Regions from separate parts of the Mus musculus genome. Here regions 1, 2, 3, 4, 5 and 7 are each linked to region 6. The links are chromatin contacts, called in public Hi-C and promoter capture Hi-C maps. All regions are on one chromosome and are shown on one strand. The core of a region is the stretch at or near the end of the contact, and the rest is flanking DNA. Distances in the headings are between cores, read along the strand shown.

Evidence for each region. Promoter capture Hi-C pulls out the DNA fragments that hold promoters and counts their contacts. Hi-C and Micro-C count contacts between places; a contact is called where the count stands out from the background.
Region 1: a promoter capture Hi-C map of pre-B cells shows a contact between it and region 6, with 2.5 times the contacts expected there. The contact joins the promoter of Rps27 here to the promoter of Khdc4 in region 6. A contact is called at or near these places in 3 of 39 promoter capture datasets (liver, neutrophils and pre-B cells).
Region 2: a promoter capture Hi-C map of pre-B cells shows a contact between it and region 6, with 2.7 times the contacts expected there. The contact joins the promoter of Il6ra here to the promoter of Khdc4 in region 6. A contact is called at or near these places in 4 of 39 promoter capture datasets (the C10 cell line, hippocampal neurons, neutrophils and 1 more) and 1 of 9 other capture datasets (pancreatic islet).
Region 3: a contact with region 6 is called in a promoter capture Hi-C map of pre-B cells, with 2.9 times the contacts expected there. The contact joins the promoter of Adar here to the promoter of Khdc4 in region 6. A contact is called at or near these places in 2 of 39 promoter capture datasets (liver and pre-B cells).
Region 4: a contact with region 6 is called in a promoter capture Hi-C map of pre-B cells, with 3 times the contacts expected there. The contact joins the promoter of Creb3l4 here to the promoter of Khdc4 in region 6. A contact is called at or near these places in 2 of 39 promoter capture datasets (cranial neural crest and pre-B cells) and 1 of 484 Hi-C or Micro-C datasets (B cells).
Region 5: a contact with region 6 is called in a promoter capture Hi-C map of pre-B cells, with 4 times the contacts expected there. The contact joins the promoter of Ints3 here to the promoter of Khdc4 in region 6. A contact is called at or near these places in 4 of 39 promoter capture datasets (cranial neural crest, fetal liver, liver and 1 more).
Region 7: a Hi-C map of B cells shows a contact between it and region 6, with 8 read pairs. The contact joins the promoter of Ubap2l here to the promoter of Khdc4 in region 6. A contact is called at or near these places in 4 of 39 promoter capture datasets (hippocampal neurons, liver and pre-B cells), 3 of 484 Hi-C or Micro-C datasets (B cells, double positive thymocytes and nephron progenitors), 10 of 115 datasets of contacts at active chromatin or transcription factors (astrocytes, embryonic forebrain, embryonic limb bud and 6 more) and 2 of 9 other capture datasets (adipose tissue and liver).

What each region holds. Positions count from the first base shown.
Region 1 is chr3:90,212,386-90,215,085 of GRCm38.p6, reverse strand. Rps27 (ribosomal protein S27) reads left to right here and starts at 1,438. Exons shown (of 4, transcript NM_027015.4): 1 at 1,438-1,476; 2 at 1,785-1,893; 3 at 2,042-2,152; 4 at 2,333-2,419. The coding sequence starts at 1,471. The coding sequence ends at 2,361. It also overlaps a transcript of Rab13 not described here.
Region 2 is chr3:89,911,789-89,914,488 of GRCm38.p6, reverse strand. It overlaps Il6ra (interleukin 6 receptor, alpha), which reads left to right and starts at 1,293. Exons shown (of 10, transcript NM_001310676.1): 1 at 1,293-1,534. The coding sequence starts at 1,450.
Region 3 is chr3:89,729,354-89,732,053 of GRCm38.p6, reverse strand. Adar (adenosine deaminase, RNA-specific) reads right to left here and starts at 1,336. Exons shown (of 15, transcript NM_001146296.1): 1 at 1,216-1,336. The coding sequence starts at 1,243.
Region 4 is chr3:90,241,890-90,244,589 of GRCm38.p6, reverse strand. Creb3l4 (cAMP responsive element binding protein 3-like 4) reads left to right here and starts at 1,447. Exons shown (of 10, transcript NM_001307934.1): 1 at 1,447-1,572; 2 at 1,754-1,868; 3 at 2,145-2,379; 4 at 2,537-2,658. The coding sequence starts at 1,758.
Region 5 is chr3:90,432,372-90,435,071 of GRCm38.p6, reverse strand. Ints3 (integrator complex subunit 3) reads left to right here and starts at 1,436. Exons shown (of 30, transcript NM_145540.3): 1 at 1,436-2,268. The coding sequence starts at 2,122.
Region 6 is chr3:88,684,422-88,687,121 of GRCm38.p6, reverse strand. Khdc4 (KH domain containing 4, pre-mRNA splicing factor) reads right to left here and starts at 1,335. Exons shown (of 14, transcript NM_028814.4): 1 at 1,235-1,335; 2 at 556-778. The coding sequence starts at 1,272.
Region 7 is chr3:90,051,251-90,053,950 of GRCm38.p6, reverse strand. It overlaps Ubap2l (ubiquitin-associated protein 2-like), which reads left to right and starts at 1,436. Exons shown (of 28, transcript NM_001165984.1): 1 at 1,436-1,496. 4933434E20Rik (RIKEN cDNA 4933434E20 gene) reads right to left here and starts at 1,149. Exons shown (of 7, transcript NM_025762.3): 1 at 832-1,149; 2 at 342-443. The coding sequence starts at 897.

The DNA of each region.
Region 1 (2,700 bases), core at 189-2,688, 1.5 Mb before region 6:
ATAAGAAATTATTTTCAGTCTAGGAAAAGGAATGAATTTCTTTCTTTCTTTTTTTTTTTTTTTTTTTTTTTTTGAGACAGGGTTTCTCTGTGTAGCCCTGGCTGTCCCGGAACTCGCTTTGTAGACCAGGCTGGTCTTGAACTCAGAAATCCGCCTGCCTCTGCCTCCCAGGTGCTGGGATTAAAGGCGTGCACCACCACACCTGGCCATGAATTTCATTTTTAAACCTAGAATCTATTTCCCAAGATATCTCTGCCATGTATATTGCCAAAATCCAAAATCAACATGCATTCATTTAAGCATGGACTATTTATTTATTATTTTATTTATAGACACTTGAATTCAGAGATCCACCTGCCTCTGTGTTGAGCAGCAAACACACAAATTTGTACAATGTGGTAATGGTTACAGCAGCTCCATAGTTAAATAACATACTTTTTGTTTTGATTTGGTTTTTAGAGACATCTCTTGTAGTTCTGGCTGTCCTACAACTTGCTAGATCAGGCTGGCCAGAACTCAGTCTCTTCCATGCTTTGCCAGAATGCAGTGATAAAGGTGTGACCAACCTCGTCTGGCCTTTAATTAGCACTTTAAAAGCAATGCACGTGTCAAGTGGTGTAAGGATATTTGATTTTATTCCTCAAAGGTAAAGAATTGTAAGAATACAAAGTCGGGCTCTATCTTTAGCACTGGAAAACAGCAGCAACAACAAAACAATAAAGGTAAACAATAGGGTTAGCTGCAGTGGAGCAAATATGAACAGGATTTGATTTTGTTGTTTTTTCAGACAGGGTCTCCTGTAGTCCACTCAGACCTCAAACTTGCTAGGAAGCCCAGTGCCTAGAATGATTTTGAACTCCTCGTCCTCCCGCTTCATCCTCTGAAGTTCTGAGATTCCAGCCTTGAGCCACTGACAGCACCACTGCGCCCTGCCCAGTTTACGCTTTGCACATTCTTAGCACGCACTCTACCTACCAGCGTAGTACACCCCCAGCTTCAAGCAGGTATCTCATTTTTTAAAAAAAAAAACCTATTTACGTCTAGAATTATTAATCAGCGTAAATCAAACCAACTGGAAAATGGTAAAGACTATCAATAACTAAAAATGTCATGGATAAAAGCTTCTCGCTGGTGTTCACCTGTGATGTTCCCATCACACTCCAGCTGTCAAAGCGTAGTCGGAAACTACGTGAGAAAAAAGTATCCATTTTTCTCGCCACAGCAGCTAAATTCTGAACTCAAAATAGAAGCTAACTCTCTCACCATGGCTACGCGCCCGCGACGCGAGGAGCCTTTACGGACCTTCTACAAATGGCAGTCAACGGGCATTCCGTTGCATTCGAACAGAGTAGAAGACCTTCCGAAGATGGCGAAGCAACACGGCTCGTCACTTCCTGTCCCATATCAGATATAAGGAACAGGATTTCCGCTTTCGCTCCTTTCCGGCGGTGACGACCTCCCTACGAGAACATGCCTGTGAGTTCCTTGGTCCAGGTTTCGACAGAGAACTCGCTCTTGGGTCCGCACGGTCCTCTTGCGCTAATTGCGGGTCCTACAGGGTCCACATGTGCGCTCTGCGTCTCTTAGGACAGTAACCAGAGCCGCGGCGGCCCACGGGTCAGCCGCGTAGACGGGAGCGGAGAGGAGATAAGATGGCGGCCCAGCTACGCAGACACCAGGGGCGGCGAGGGGCGAGTTCTCCTCGGTGTGTGCCAGTGGGGGCTCTTTCCCATCATCTCTTTCCTCCATTACCTTCTAAGTCTTTGCATTTCTGCCCCTTTTAGCTCGCAAAGGATCTCCTTCATCCCTCTCCAGAAGAGGAGAAGAGGAAACACAAGAAAAAGCGCCTGGTGCAGAGCCCCAATTCCTACTTTATGGACGTGAAATGCCCAGGTAAGGAAGTGGTTTTCAGCTGTGCGGGAAAACTAAACTGTACTAATGGTTGTAACTTAATTTTTGATTTTATTACGAGTTCAGAAGTGGTAACTTGGAGAGGAATAAAAGAAGTTAACATTTTTCTTCTCTTTTTTTTTCTTCCCAGGATGCTATAAAATCACCACGGTCTTTAGCCATGCACAAACGGTAGTCTTGTGTGTTGGCTGCTCCACTGTCCTCTGTCAGCCTACAGGTGGAAAAGCAAGGCTGACAGAAGGTGAGTGGTCTCAGTGTTGGGGTTTTGTTTGGCTTTGGGGTCCTAAGGTGAAAGGCTGAGTAGAATGCAAGGCTTCCGGCTGGTAAAGCCAGCTGCACTCCTGTTAGGAAGGTTTAGCACTCTGCAGATGAGGCAGGGTCAGTGGCAGGCAGAAGTAACGTTTGCATCTTTTTCTTCCAGGATGCTCCTTCAGGAGGAAGCAGCACTGAAAGCCCCTGATTGAAGATGAGTGGGAACCTTCCCAATAAACACGTTTTGGATATATAATGTTTGTCTTGTTTAACTGGTAGCAAGTGGTGCCTCACATATCCCAGGGCAAACAGAAGAGTGGTCCCTTTGGGGTCAAGTAAGTGGCCAAACACCTAGAGTCCATTGGGGGCATTTTTATCTAGATTCACTGTATAAATCTTAGACCATGGTTTAAAACTGGTGATAGTGTATAATTGGGCTTACTCTTCTATGTCTTTTTGGTAGTAACTTTTAGCAATGGTTATTGGAAACATTGTGTCATACAAAGGTGTGTGACAGTGGGGACTGTCTTTATTTAG
Region 2 (2,700 bases), core at 44-2,543, 1.2 Mb before region 6:
ATCAAAACCAATCCCATTGTCCTGGGTACAGGTTTGGTTCTGACATCCACAGAGAGCGGTGGATGCCTAGGTCTGAGGCCAGCATGTTGCTTAAATAAGGTCATGTCTTATTTAGGGGTTCAGCCAGCACACACACATTCCAGTTGCCCCATGGACTCTAATCAGCTGAACCCTGAAATGGAAGAATACATTAAAACATACTGGTGTAGGTCCAGGGCTCCCCATCTACATTTTCTTTTCTTTCTTTTTTTTTTCTTATCCCTTCCCTTCTCCCTCTTGCTCCGGCCCGGCTCGCTCAGGCCCATAGGTTTTATTTGTTTCTCATTACAGATGGTTGTGAGCTACCATGTTGCTGGGATTTGAACTCATGATCTCCGGAAGTCAGTCAGTGCGTTTAACCGCTGAGCCATCTCACCAGCCCTAAATTTTCTTTTCAGTGTGTTTCTTTCCCTCTGCATTTGCATGGGAAGCTGCCCTGTAGCTTCAAGCTCTGTAGCTTGGAAGGGAACCTTGGTGGAGTCTGGTAAATAGCAAACGCCGGTTCCTTTGTGTCCAGTCAAGTCATGATGGGTAATCAAAGCCCTACTCCTTGTTGAGCAGTTAGGCTCCAGGTACATCGACAGTGTTTCCAGGAATCTTTATCATGGGCTTAAAAATACATCTCTAATAGGTGAGAAAACTGAGACTTCCGGATCGGGATAGCAATCTTGAGGAGGGTAACACATGTGTCTCTGGGCCAGACTCAAAAGCGCACACTGGTTTCGTTGCCTCTGCAGTAGCCTTCAAAGAGCTGCTCCTCCACTGGAAGATGAGAGGAAATCTTTTTCTCAGGTTATGGACGCCTAAGTTTTCCTTCAGACCAATTAAATCACAATCTCTGGGCTCGAAGCAGACATCGGTGTCTTTTCGGATTCCCTGTTTGATTCCCGTAAGCACCCAGGACACTGACCTGCCTTCTACTTTAACAGCCAGAGCCACTGGCTGGCGCTCATGAAAGCAAAACTCAAGCGGAGGCGCGGATGGAAGGAAGGAGGGGGATATTTCTCCTTATCTCAGCGTCAAAACCTGGGGAGGGGCCCTGGTGGGGGTCCCTGGGGGCTCAGGTGTGGCGCGGCTGCAGGAAGTAACCCCCTCCGGTGGCCCGGAGCGCTGGCCGATTGCGCCATCCTACTGGGCTTTCGTAACCGCGAGCCGGGGCTGCCAAGAGGAGCTTCAGCACCGGTTCCTCAAATGTTTCACTGTTGCCAGGACGGCCGGCTGCTGTGTGTCACGTGCATGTGGGAAGTCGCGCCCACACCGATCTGAGCCACGCCGGGGCGAGCGCTCGCAGTGCGAGCTGAGTGTGGAGCCCGAGGCCGAGGGCGACTGCTCTCGCTGCCCCAGTCTGCCGGCCGCCCGGCCCCGGCTGCGGAGCCGCTCTGCCGCCCGCCGTCCCGCGTAGAAGGAAGCATGCTGACCGTCGGCTGCACGCTGTTGGTCGCCCTGCTGGCCGCGCCCGCGGTCGCGCTGGTCCTCGGGAGCTGCCGCGCGCTGGGTAAGAGGAACCCGGAGCGGGCGTGGGGAATGTGACACTGTCTGGTTCCGTTCGCAGAGTGAGCCCCGCCGGTACCGGCTGCTAGCCTGGGCTGACTCACCTGTGCTGACGCGGTGGAGGTTCGCGCGCCCCCTGTTGCGTCTAGCGCCTATAACTGCGTGCTCCTGTCTGTGTCTGGCCAGTTACCTCAAGTCTGAGTACAGGACAGTGTGTTTTCCTGAAACCTGACTCTGGTGTCTGGTTCCCAGTGTTCCCAGTCTTACTCAACTGCATCCCGGGTCGCTCCAAAAAGAGATACCCAGAGGGCGCGCCCTAGTGGAACAGTAGTAGTCCCTTCTGGAGAGTCCTTTATGCCACTGGCTCTCTCTGCTTTAGTTGTGGCACCTCGCGTGGCTTTCCTTAGTTCTACTACATTCCATGTCGTGTGTAATGACAGTGACCCGACGGTGAAGGGTCTGACATCATGGGCTCTGAGTCATGGGTGTTCCCGCCTCACAAACTTACTCCTTTAGCCAACTAGCCCTAGCATGCAGAATGCCAACACCCACATCCATCCCAATCCTGTGAGTTTGACAGCAAAGGATGTGGGACCTCTTGGAACTGTGCCTCCGCCCCCTGCCCCAGCCCTCCCTGATTAGCAGGTGGACCAGGCGGAGGGTAGGGTAGGGGCACTGTGTTTACCTTCCTTGCACTCTGCCTTGTAGGTCTAGGCCTCTCTGTGGGCTCTGGCTTCAGGCCCAGCAGCCTGCCTGGTCTCTTCTGGAGGAACTGGGAGACTGCTTCTCTACAGGTTATTTTAGGGGCTGAGGGCTTATTCAACAACATAGAAAGAGCCAAAGGACATGGGGGAGATTTATCCTGTGCTGGTCGTGGGGACAGTGGCTTCCAGGCTTTCTTTCTGCCTGGAAGGTAGAATTCCTCAAGCTTGGTTTGTTACCCCTACCTATATTTTCTTTATATATATATATATAAAGAAAATATATATATATATTAGACAGGCTCTCCCATAACCCAGGCTGGCCTCAAACTTGTGCCTCTTCTGCCTCTATCTCTTGAGTGCTGGGATTTCAGGTATTAACCCACCCTGTATTTTACACGTTTTTAATCCTCTACAGGATTGACATAAAGCTTTGGGAGGAGCCTGAGGTTCAGAGAGATGCAATGGG
Region 3 (2,700 bases), core at 87-2,586, 1.0 Mb before region 6:
CACACACACACACACACACACCATTAAGAGCTGGGGAGATGACTCAGTGAGTAAAGCGTTTGCCACACAATCTTAAGGACCTGAATCTGAATCTCCAGAACCCAAGAAAAACAAAACAAAACACAGTGTGGTATAAAAATCAGTAATTGTGAGACACTTGAGGGTATAGGGGACCAAGAAGAAAAATTCCTGGAAGCCTGAGGGCCCAGTTCCGAGGCTGTCCTTTGTCGTAGAAAGAAGTACAAGTGTGCCTGTACATCTGCAACATTAAAAGTTGGTTGTTGGAGTAGGGTTTTTTTGGTTTGTGTTTTTGAGGCCATCTACACAGCTTTGGCTGGCCTGGGACTCAGAAATACCTGCCTCTGCCTCATGAGTACCATCATACCCCCCAAATTACAACACACACACACACACACACACACACACACAGTAGTAGAGCATTTGCTTATCAAGTGTGAGGCTATTGGTACATCCCATATAGCTTTTTAAAATTTTGAAGGATAAACCTGGGTGGGACATGCCTGCAATTCCAGCTCTAGGGAGAAAAGACTGGTGGCTTGCTCAAGGGCAATCAAGGCAACACAAGACAAGTAGAAACTGCCTCAAAAGCAAACAAACCAGCATGGTCAAACCAAGGCAAGGAACAGTCCTAATCCCACCACAGGGTCAGTTTCCATCCCCGCTGCTTTCCAGAATGACAGATCCAGTGCTGTGCACAGCATGAATCCTCGGAATCTGGGTTTTTCTGTTCAGAACGTTGCAGCTGGGGCTCATGTACGACATCACAAGTTCATTTTAGTGCTAAGTAGAATTCCACGAAGCTTACCCAGTGCGCTACAGAAAGACACCCTTCTTGGCCATAAAGCAAAAGACTTCCCCCTGCTGGTTAGTTGAGATAATTTAAATTTCTCAGGAAGTTGAAAAAGCAAAGAGGATCATGAGAAAAGTTGCTCATGTTGGGCTATAGCGGCTCAGCAAGGCATCAGGGGTCTTAGCAGAAAGAGAAGGGGTGTCTGCCCCGGCCTGGGTCCTTGTCTGGCTTAGACGCTGGTCTATCTTCTGACCAGCCTCCTTCCTGAGACTGCTCAAAGCTACAAGAACTAACTGAACAGAAATCCCCAGAAGGGCTGGCAGTTCGGCTTGAGAAGGAGAACGTGACCCTCGTAATTCACACTACGCGAGCCAGATATGAGGGTGCAGACCCCGCGGGCTTACCTGTGGGTCCCCTGAACCCTTGAGACATAGTGCCGGCAAGGCCCGCACCTGTGGCCGTAAGATGGCTGGCTCCCCAGAGTTCACTTTCGTTTCCTTGAAAAGGCTTCCCCGCCCAACTGTTGGGCCAAGAGGAGGGAGGGGTTTGCTCCCGGTAGCCGAGCAGCAGCATCCTGCCCACCATAAGGGCTGGGCCGCCGTAGTCCACGCCCACCGCCTTCCTCACCACTCCACCTCCACTAGCAGGGCACTATATACGTTCTCTGAGAGCTTGGGAGCTATTTACTTCACTGACAAGCTTATTTTTGTTCACGGTATTTTGGAAAGCTTCACTCAACAGCGCCCTCTCCGCCCTGTGAGGAAGTTCCTTTTCCGTGTTTAATCCCTACTGCTTGCGAGATTTACAAGTCTGTCCACTCCTAGAGTGACCATTGGCCAATGCCCTGTCCCCACTAGCCTGTCCTTCATTCCCCCTGTTGGCTGCTCCAAACTTCCTATCTTTTTGTAGATAAAATTCTTTACCTTCACGTATTCTGTTCTTTAGCCTAGAATGTTCCTCCCCCTTTCCTTGTTTTGTTTTTGAGACTTCAGAGGAATTCCACTTCCATATCCCTGGGTACCTGATGCGTTTGTACCAGTGTCAGCACCCAGCACATGGTGCAAGTAGGCCAGCATATGGCAGTCTGGGCATCTAGTGTATGCTACAACGTCAGCACCCAGCAGCACACACAGTGTAAGTAGAAGCCCCAGCATGTAGCAGTCTGGGCAAGATGGATGGCTCAAAAGTCACTCCCAATCATGTCCTCCCTGTTTGGTATAGCTGCCTGCCTTCAGTGCTCCCGGGGGCACTCCAGTGGGCAGGGCTGTTCTCGCCTATATCCCCTGCACAGTGAGTCCCAGACAGTCATAGGTGAGTGGATAATAGTGCACTCTAAGTAAAACAATTTGCGGAACAGAAACTTGGGGGGGGGGGGATAAAAAATGGCAATCAACACAGGAAAAGAGCTCAATCTTGTGCCATCAGGGAAACTCAGGAAAGGTCACAGTGAGTAGGTGTTCTTGTCCACTCACCAGTGTGGCACCATTAACTAGCACATAGGAGGACCAAGAAGGAGCAACCCCAGTCACTGCAGGAAGTCATTACTTAGAAACACACCCCATGGTTTAACCATTATATGCATTTAGCAGGATAAGCTACACAACACTGAAAGCAATCAAACTAAAATAAGCAGATGTTCCCACCTTAGGATATTACACAGCAATTGAAGTAAAAACCACAGCCAAATGCAGCAGATGGGAAACAATGTAACAATACTGAAAGAAGACCTCCTGTCCCAAACCAAGCAAAACCAAGGTCAATCATGTATTGCACAAGACAGGTTCAAGTCCAAGGCATTCTAAATGGAAGGAATGTTCTGGGGGCTAATGATCCACTGAGGACCCGCAGACAGTCTCATTCCTAAACTTTGTCTCGCTCCCTTGATAACT
Region 4 (2,700 bases), core at 198-2,697, 1.6 Mb before region 6:
CAAGCCAGAATAAACAATGAAATCCTGCTTTAAAAAAAAATGAACAAGCAAACAGCTCAAAATTAAAGCCTCATTTTCATCAGCTCTCCTCCAACTCTCCTTTAATATTGTTCCACCATCTGATACTTTCTGACAAGAAGGCAGCTGTAAGTGTGAGGTAAGAAAAATAGAACTTATTGGACACATCACTGAATAGATAATTGGTACTTTTGGGTTTTTTTGTTTGTGGTTTTGTTGTTTTGGTTTTTGGTTTTTTTTTTCAAGACAGGGTTTCTCTGTGTACCCTTGGCTGTCCTGGAACTCACTTTGTAGACCTTGAGGCCAGAGCAGTCTGCCTCTGCCTCTTGAATGCTGGGATTAATTGAAACAGGATCTTATGTAGCCCAGGCTGGCCTTGGCAGCAGAGACACTTCTGGTAAGCCTCTTGGGCATGAAAATTACTGGCATGCACTCCCACACAACCTCTGAAACAGGTTTCAAGCTACACTGATACAGTATCAGCTACTCAGGAGGCCACCCTGAGAAATGAGACCTCCTCACTCCTGTTTCAAAACACAAAACTATACATAAAACTAATAGTTTAAGGAAACAATAAGATTTCAAACCAAAAGTAAATGTTTGGCTAATGTATGGCAGTTTCCCTGTCCTGTGTCCCCCCGCATGGGTTAGCAGGGTCCCCAAAGTGCAGCAATGTGTAACCCGGTTCCTGGATCCACATAGGCCGATTGCACAGGTAGCTGCCAGAAAGTGGAATCCTGGTCCACAGGCTACAGGTCTGCCTAAGTAATAACTTGGGGCCTCAGAACCACGAGGTAAACAAACTCAAACCCAAACAACCTCTGTGCGGTTCCTACCCTCAGCACGGAAGCTTTAGCTCAACTTTCCTACAATATAAGTAGGGGCCTCTGGCTGGAACCCGGAGCCCTGCCAAATTACTTCTGGGATTCTTTTCTGCTGGTCTATTGTTGCTAACCGCGAGGGCGTGAGCCTCGAGATAGTCAGCCATTGGCTAGAAACCCGGTCCTAAGTCTTCAATGCCCAATTAGGATTCACCAGTGGAAGAATGCCTTGTGGCGCAGGGGGCCGGAGCTGGGATGGAGGATGCCTTCAAAATCTTGGTTTCTTTCTCTACCCTGAGATGGGTCTCCCACTTGTAAAGATTGTGGCTTCGAAACAGACACCTGGGAATCCTGTGTACCAGTCACTACTATCTCAACTCTTTGCTGACGAGACATCAAGCCCGCAGCAAGATCTACTAGCACTGAGAAAACTGACAGAAAGGGTGTGGGTACCTATAGTTTTATTTCTGTTTGCACATGGACAGTGTCTTAATATTACTCCCAGATGCAGGTCCCGACAGTGGTTCCTGGCCAGGTGCAACCCAACCCTCTCCCTTCCCCCACCCTTTCCTACCCCAAACTCCACGGACAGCGTAGTGGGCGGGGCCTGATTGGGCAGGACCAGGATACAGATCCTGGTGGAAAGAAAAGGTGTAGTGTTTGGGGCTTCAGCGGGCTAGGCTGGTTTGGCAGAGCAAAGTTCTCCGAACAACAACTAAAGAGAATAAAACAGGTAATACCCAGTGGGGCTATTTTTCTGAACCCAAAGATAAGGCCTGAAGTGTGTTCTCCTCCGAGGGGCTGCCTCATGAGAGCAGAGGAAAAGAGTAACTAACGGAGAAAATGCCGAGGAGCCCGTAGCTTCAGAGGCGAGGGCAGCCACCACCTTCCTTATAACTTTCCCTCCCATGCAGAAACATGGAGCTCGGGTGCCCTGAGTTGCTGGAACCCCCAGAAGATATCTTCTCGACGGGATCCTTCCTGGAGCTGGGATTCAACGGTCCCGCGTCAAAGGTCCCGGTGACCAGGGTACAAGAACAGGGGCTGCAAAGCTGGGAGATGAGTAGGGGCTGTAGCCCAGGCTGTTCAATGGAAGTGGGAGTTAGGTTGAGAGAACTCTGACTAGAAGCCTTAAGTCGTCACAAAGAAAGAGTTCTCATAATAGAGCCCACGAAATAGACGCGTATTGTTACTCTTCCTATGTCCAAGAAGGGATAGCATTGAAGCATTAAGGATCTAAGACTACTGTCAGGTAAGACTGTCAAGGTACTTCTTTGCAGACATGCGTACCCTCTCCTCCTATAGGGCCTTCAGAAGAGTGAACCTGACGATTTCCTGAACCTCTTTATCGATCCCAATATGATACACTGCTCAGAAACATCTCCTGGTAGGGACAGTGGGGTCTCTGAAGATCCTGGCTCCCCTGCCCAACAGGCTTCCAGTTCCCCTGCCCTCTATGAGGTTGTCTATGATTCAGGGACCCTACAGGGAACTCAGCGGGAAGCTGGGCCAACCTTCGGACTCATCTCTATTCAGATAGGTCAGTGTACTTTTTGGAAATAGGGCAACGCCCCTTTCAGGCCCAGCCCTGGTGGTGAGATTAAGGGGAGAAGGTTCCCAAACTGTGCCACTGCCCAGTCCCCGCCCTTACCACAGCCTTCTGACTCCTTTGTCCCAGTCTCTGTATCTTTTTTCAGATCAGTGGACCCCTGCACTTATGGTCCCTGATGCATGCACAGTCAGTGGACTGCCCTCCGATTCGCATAGACATATCCTGCCTAGGGTCAGCACCAGAGCCCCAGCACCTCCTGCAGCCATGGTAAGTCTCGACGCCAACCAGAACTGATGTTCCCCCAGTATA
Region 5 (2,700 bases), core at 187-2,686, 1.7 Mb before region 6:
TTACCTATTTTGAATTCCTGAGTTCAATCATCAGTACCACAAACAAACCCAGTACACTTCAAAAAAAAAAAAAAAATGGAAAGAATATTCAGTATTATACATCTTTTTTCCTTCCTTCTTTTCTTTTTTCTTTTTTTTTTTTTTTTTTTGTTTTTTTGAGACAGGGTTTCTCTGTGTAGCCCTGGCTGTCCTGGAACTCACTTTGTAGACCAGGCTGGCCTCGAACTGAGAAATCCACCTGCCTCTGCCTCCCGAGTGCTGGGATTAAAGGCGTGCACCACCACGCCCGGCCCTTTCTTTTTCTTCTTTCCATCCAATACATGTGTCCCGGTTATATTAAGCTATTGTAATGACTTGTTTGTAGTTCCGAGGCTGAATCAGTCCTTTACCTAGAAGTTATTCAAAGCTTACTCAGGAGGATTGTAGAATGCCAGAAGTGTATTTGGAGATCGGCCAGTCCGGGTCTTATTTTATTTGTAATTAGGATACAGAAGTCCCTGGGAGGCAGAAAGAATGCCACAAAAGTGAGGCCAGCTTGGGTTCAAGAGTGCTTCACTCCCAAAACAGTAGCTATGGAACTTGGAATTCTTCCAAGGACATTGTTAACAATTTACCTGCCCACTGGCCTTGAAAATGGATAGTGCAGGAAAATAGGCCTATATCTACAAATGGGGGACGGAAGGGGAACATGAATTTGATGGGCCAGCTTCCCACGTATTAGGATGGCAGGCATATATTACCACACCCACCTTAGAGCTGTGGACAGCAATAGGCTCATACGCCTAAAAATGAAAAGTTCTGTTGAGAGACGCACGGTAAAAGAACTCTCATACAATCAAGCCCTACTATGATCACAACAAACCACAACTCTCAATGGATTGTGTGTGTGTAAATACAATAGGCTTCAGTGACATTTGTCAGTCCCAGAGTCTCAAAAGACGAGGTCCCATCACTTAGTAAACTGTGTTAAAGCGAGTGCTGGTACGATTCTAACTATTTGGTTTGCACTAGAGAATCAATGCACTTTTTTTGTTTTCAAATTGTTACTAATAATTGCACACCCAAGAGCTCATACAATCGGCCGCGTGTAGCATTTTTAGTTCAGGAAGTAGCTTCAGACCCTGAGGGCGTTTGCTACGCGACTGCGTAGGGGTTGGGACTCGGCAGCTCCTTTTCCTGAATAGACACTTATGGGCTAGGTTTCCATCCTCCCAGCCTACTACCCAAGGACAACGTTCCGAACACCTGTAGGGAGTGGAGCAAGAGGGAAACGTCGCGCATGCGTGTTGGCGCGCGCAGGCGCAGCCCGGCTTTTTCCGGATCGCCCAGCAGTAGCACCCACTCCGTACCTCCCGTCCCGCCTCCAGATGCAGAGGAAGGATGCGATTGGGCACACTTGTTGCCCGTCAGACCAGACTCAATTCTTCTCCCTACAATTGGCAGCCCGGGAAAAGGCCAGTCCGCCGTCGTCGGCTTACTCCTTAGAGACCTGGCGCCACCGCGGAAGCCGCTATTGGCGGACGCCCGGGACCGCGACTGCTCACTTCCGGCGCCGGCGACGACTCTGCCCGCTCGGGCACTCTCAGCCTCCCCCGCCCTTCCACCATGGCCGCCTCTGTGTGGTGTGGGGAGAAGCTGGTCCTCCCATAGCGCTCCTGCTGCATCCTCACCCGCTAGGGGCCGGATTCCAAGGAACCGCGTTTCCCAATCCCGCCGGGAAGGTTTCCCACTCCCAATTCAGGGCCAGGACTCCTTCCCACGCCTCGAGAGGCAGAAACTTAGGGTTTCCCCTCCTTTCAGGATAAGAAGCCAGAGGGTTTCCCCCTCCACTTCTGCAAGGGTGGCAGCCTTGCCTATCTCCCTGCAGGACACAAGACCCTTAGTCTACCATACTTCTGCGCAAAAGCTTTGCCCCAGCCCGGCCACTCCTGAGGGAGCATCTAGAGAACCCGCGCCTTCCCCCTCCGCAGGAGAGGAGGCAAGAGTGCGGAAAGCCAGGCCTGTCGGCCTCCCTCCCACTTGTTCCTCTTGCTCCTCGTCCTTGGCAAGCCAGAGTTCTCCATTTCTAGGACTTAACACCCGTCTACTCCCTTGACCTCTTCTGGTCTCTTGGCTGCAGCCATGGAGTTACAGAAGGGAAAGGGGACCGTAGCAGCTGCTGCATCAGGAGCAGCGGGAGGTGGAGGAGGAGGAGCGGGAGCAGGAGCCCCAGGAGGGGGGAGGCTGCTACTTTCAACCAGTTTGGATGCCAAGGATGAGTTAGAGGAGGTAGGTGTGGGGGGTGGGGAAGGGAGTAAGGAATTGGGTTGAGGAGGGATGCTGGATCGCATATGGGGTGGGGGTGGGGAGAAAAGGCCTTCAAGTTTATTTTATTTATTTATTATTATTATTATTTTTTTTTTGTAAGGCAGAAACATTGCTCTTGCTTCCTGCTTCTGGAGGAAGAAGTGTGGGTCAATTTCCTGGACAGGTTGCCCTAGTAACAGCTGCCGCTATTAAGAAAATGGGTGTGAGGGGTGTTGGTTACAGAAGGGATGTAGCATCAGTACTGACCAAAGTTATTTTCATTTCTTCCCACATACACACCAATAGCTATCTAAAATATCCACCCTATTTGAGAGTGTTAAGTTGAAAAGTATATATGTGTTTACAGGCAGGTGTCTGAGGATTGGCAACTTCCTACAGACTTGGCCCCTCTTC
Region 6 (2,700 bases), core at 86-2,585:
AGAACTTCATGGATCAAAAACATATTGCCTCAAATATCCATAAAAAAAAACTGAGTTTAAGTTTCTAAGCACAAAAACTAGTCCATAAAAGTAACAAGACCAGCCAGGTGGTGGCTGCGCATGTCCTTATCCTACGTAGATGGCAGAGACGGATATCTCCCCATTAGTTCGAGGCTAAACCACGGTTCCAGGACAGCCAAGACTACGTGGACTTGTCTCGAAAAACAAAACAAGGGAACTACATCAATTAAAACTGCCTGACTTCAGGATGCAATGATGGGGCACAGCACTTGGGGGGTCAGAGGCAAGAGGCATCTCTGCAAGCAGGCCAGCCTGGTCTAAATATACAGAGTCTCTGCCTGAAACAAAAAAACCAAAGCCCATTCATTGCCTTGCAGGAACAATTTAACAAGGTATCATCTAAATACTCCCAAACGTGATCTTCACTCTAACCGGTTTCATCTTCATTAACCCCAATGACCAAGCAACTGAAAGGTGAAGAAAGGGGAGGAAAAAGAAAATCCCGAAGCGCAGAGCGTCTAGCGCTCGCAATACCTTCTCGGCCGCATTCTGAGATGGTTTCAGCTTCCCTTTGGCCATGAGCATAGCATTGATCTTGGCAGCCACGGCAGCGGCGGCATCCAAGGCTCCTGAAGGAGCGGCGGCGGTGGTGGCGCCCCCGGGGCTCGCCCCGCTGCCAGCGACTTCTCCACCTGGGGCCGTTGGCGGCAGGAAGAGAAGCGGAGCTGGCGCTGGCTGATCCCATTTGCTGCGGCGCCTACAGGTAGGAAAAGGGAAATCCTGAGGCCCACGGCCTTCCTTTGTGTAGTCTCCCCCTTCGTACACTCCATCCCGCGTCGCCTGCCATGGTCCCGAGACGTGCCCGAGATTCCTATCTAAAGCTCAGTCCCACTCCCCTTATTCCGATCCCCTTACGAAACATTTCCTTTCCAGTCACTTCCATCCGGAGACTCGGCTCGGCCGGGAACGCTCTGCGTTCGCCTTCTCCTTGGCTCGTCCTTCTAAAAGGCTCCGAGTTCCCTCCCTTCCCTCTCGCACCGCGGCCGGCCTCTTTCCGGGCGCCCGAGGCCAGCTCAACATTCTCTCCAGAACCCCGGCCTCGGCATCCGGACGCGTCCTACTAGACGGCCCGTCCGGCCCACACGCAGCCTCGCCGGTCTCCCTGCCCCGGGCCCGTGCTCGCTGCCCCCAGCCTGGCCCGCGAAGCCCTTACCCGCCAGCGGCAGGATGTGTCGCGCTCCCTGCGGACATGGCGGCCTGCTCCAGTCAACCACCCGCCAACTACCCACCACCGCCCTCCCGCCACTTCCGCCCAACGCGCTGACGCACGGCCTTTTCCGGCCGTGAGGTAAGGCGGGTCCGGTGAGGACTCTTGATTCCGATTGGACCCTCGGTGATTTAAAGCGTCTGGCGTCTCAGTGACAGGAGTGCCTGCCTGTCGACTCTCCGGCTTGCTCTCTTGCCCTTAATAAAAATGGTTGTTGGGCCTGGTTTAAAAGCGAGTTGCGGGCTAGGAGAATCCATTTTTATTGTGGGCAAGCGAGTTGCCTGGAAGACAAGTCAGAAAATGAAGCCGACTTTCTCCGCGTTCTCTTTGCTCACGTGGAGTCCCAGCCTGTAGCGGAGGAGAACCCTGCCGGCGACTTCAGCGCACTTCTCGATTCAGCTTATGAAAAAAGGAAATGATTCTTTCCAAAGTCATTTGCACAACTTCCTTTTCTTTCTTTCTCTTTTTGTTTTGTTTTGGGTCCCCCACCCACCCACCCTTAGGGATAGGAAGCTCCAGTCAGCCCGCTGCATGGGGGGGGGGGGGCTGTTCTGGTGGCCATGAGCAAAAACATTGGTTTTGGCAAACTCGTAAGCACTTGGACAACTTGTTATAAAACAAGTAAAGTTGGAGAAAAACTGCTCAGCGAGGTGGAGCTTTTAAAAAAAACGAAGCCAGGGACTGAGAGATAGCCCTGCAGACGAAGGTGCTAGTAGACAAACAACGATGTAAGTTAGATCCCTGGAGCACACAAGGAAAGTTGCTCTCTGATCTAAGAACTGTCATAATGGAGATTAAAAATCAAAAGTTATGAAATCCCCTTCTCTGAGGGCTGTGTGTTTACACTTGACTGCCTCTTCAATATACTGAAAAGCTTTGAATTCTAAGGAGTTTTGGGTGAATCTGAAAAACAGATCCTTAACGTTTATGCAAGTATTCTTCCAACAGAAAGCAAACAAACCCAGAATGCTAGCTTATAGAAATACTTACATTCCGACATAATTCATAGAATAAAATTCACTTGGGGCTGGTGAGATGGCTCAGTGGGTAAGAGCACCCGACTGCTCTTCCGAAGGTCCAGAGTTCAAATCCCAGCAACCACATGGTGGCTCATAACCATCCGTAACAAGATCTGGCGCCCTCTTCTGGAGTGTCTGAAGACAGCTACAGTGTACTTACATATAATAATAAATAAATCTTTAAAAAAAAAAAAATTCACTTAAAAGCTAAATAATAGAGAGTTTGGGCACATAATAAATAAATATACATTTGTGGTAGGGATGAAGACACTGCTCTGTGGTGTCAACCACACTAGTGTGAGAGGTGCTCCCTTGATCTTTTAGGGCTAGACTCCAAAGAGTCTTTGGCTTTTTTGACTTGGGAAAGAATTGCAGGACGAACCAGTGTGGAGC
Region 7 (2,700 bases), core at 187-2,686, 1.4 Mb before region 6:
ATTAAACCCAGTCGTCTGCATTCTAAGCAAGCACAATGGGCATCTTTAAAATTCTGCAAAGGCAACCATTCTCACAACGCTGGAACCAACTGTAAGTGTTCTCAGCATCATGCTTAAACTAAAGCAACATGAAATATTTAGTAATTTTAGTTGAAGATGAGACATTTTACAGCTGAATTGGTTTAAATCTTAAGGTACATGTTGTGGAGCAGCAGTGAGCAGGAAGTTATTGCTTAGACTGTGGAATGAAAGGAAGCATATGAATAAAAGTCTTCTTTTAAAGTCCGAGAAAAATCTCCTTGTGCCAAAGAACAGGTTTACCTTGCATTCTAGTGACCTACCTTGGGGGCATTGTGTCCTACAGGAACATGAGGTCCCCTTCTAGATTTCATTGCAAAGCGCATGATTTGTCTCTTCACAAAAATAAACAGCAGTACGAATACCTGCCCAAAGAGATTAGAGCCATTTTAGTAATAGCAATAATTTTTTAAAATGTTCACTTTCAAAATCCCTGGGTTTAGGCCTTCAGAGCTGGATGCTTTGGGGCGAAGCCGGGTCGCTAAGGACGGAGGTGGGTCAGGGGCTAGTAACGGAGAGGCATGTTAATCTGGGCTCTAGAATTTAAGAGGGAGGGTTCTTACTTAGAGCCAGGCAGCTTTGACTTAAAGATCTCAGACTGTCTACGGATACAATTCGGAAGTCCAGAAACAAAACAAGTTAAGTGGCTGAAGAACAAAGACAGAACGGCTCAGGAGCCTTCTTTTCAGGAGTCCGGCTCAGAGGGTCGGGACTCAGACAAATGCCACAAGAGGAAGAGAATGGGGATCTCACCAGGCTCCCGTACGCCATCACCAGCACGACATTCACTCCAGAAAGCCAGTTACTACTAGACGCCATCGCCTCTCTCTCCGGGAACACCTGCTAGGACAGTCCCGCCGCGCTCGCGCGTTAGCCCAGGCTCTGCCGAAGCCAGGGAACCTAGGTTCCCTGGAGCTCTCCGAACATTTCCATATGGTTTTCGATTAAAAAAAAAAAAAAAAAAAAAACCAGGCTAGAGTCCGTCAGAAAACATGGTGGATGGGGGCGCTAGTTAAGCATCGGACCTTCCCGTCCCATTTCCCCACCCCCACCCCCTCCGCCACGTGACTTATGTCCGCAAAGGTACCTGGGAGTGCGGAGACGCGGAACTACGCCAGTAAGAGGAAGCCGAGACCTTACTGGAGTCACGTGATGGAGGCGGATCCGTGCGGGGCGGGGCGGGGGCGGGGCGGGCGCGCGGAACTCAAGAGCAGTGTTTCGTGGCGGGGAGGCGCGCGCACGCTGACGTGCGCGGCCCTTTCGCGTCACGTGCTGAGGGACGCAGGAAGGCAAGTGGGAGGGGGAAGGCGCGAGAGCGAGCGCGAGAGGGAAAAGGAGGGAGGGGGTGGGGAGGAGGGAATCTTATATCACGTGACAGGGGCGGCGCGGCCCGGGGTGTCAGTGTGGAGGAGACTGAGGTAAAGTTGGGAGCGCAGCGGCGTTGGCGGCGGCGGCGGCGGCAGCGGCAACGCGGCGGGGCCGGGTATTGTCCGCGGCCCCTTTAAATCCGCGATCCCCTTTTTACCCTCCCTTCTTTTCCTCTGTCCCCTCCGTATTCCTGTCCCGCGGTAGGCCCCCCCCACGCCGTGTGTCTCCCCACTGTACACCCTCCCTTCTGGTCTTGGGAACCCGGGCGTCCAACCTCCCCACCTCGAATTGGCCGCCGGGGGTTTTGTTTATAGTTGGGTTCGCGGCCTACTGGGCCGCGCCAGAGCCGGGGCCTCGATTTGGGAGCGTGGCCGGGGCGGGGCTTGGGGCAGCCGGAGGGGGGGGGCATGTGGCTAGAGCCTGAAGGGGGAGAGCGAGAAAGAGCGCGGGCGAGCGAGGCCTGGGCCCAGCCTGAGGTAGGGTTGTTTAGGAGGGTCAGTGTCTTGTGGAGAAGGCCTCCTCCCTCCCCAGTCCTCTCTGGGCCTCTGATCCGGATCCGGCCTGGTTTTGGGGGCGGAGGGGGGGTGGCGATGGGGTGGAGCTGCCCCAAACTCCCCCATGTGGCCCTCGGTTTGGAGTGCGGAGGATTAATTTGTTCCGGGTGGGAGGTAGAGAAGCGAATGGCCCCATGGGCTCTAGATGTGGCGCGGAGGGGGGTGAGTCTCCCATCCTCCGCGCGTGGGCTTCTGTCCTCTCTGTTCATTTCCAGCCTCTTTGTCAGCTCCTCTTATTACCCTGCCTTCTTTCTTACCGACCCTGGTCGTGGAATATATTTTCGCTGCAGTCTTTGACTTCCTGTTGTCTATACTGTAGTTTTGGCTACCCAAGCAGTTATCTTATTTGGGAAGCTGGACATGGAGGCCCCCGTGGATTGTGTTGCGCCTAAGGGATGTCACTAGACTGGGCATTTGTTCATTTTTCTCATAATGGGAATGGAATTCCAAATTTCTTGAGACCCTTCACCTGGTGGACAGCCCCTAAATTGTTTTGCAAAGTGATGTCACAAACAAGAGACTGTTTTCCACGATTCTTAAAATTTAGCAACCTCTGGTGTAGGTTGTTGTGGAAAGAAAAAACAGTTAAAGGCGATTTTGTTAAATTTGTTTTTGCCTTTGACTCACTGACTACTAAATGGAGAGATTATTTTTTGTCTCCACCTCCCATATTCTGCGTTGGGGATATCTGCTGTGTCTT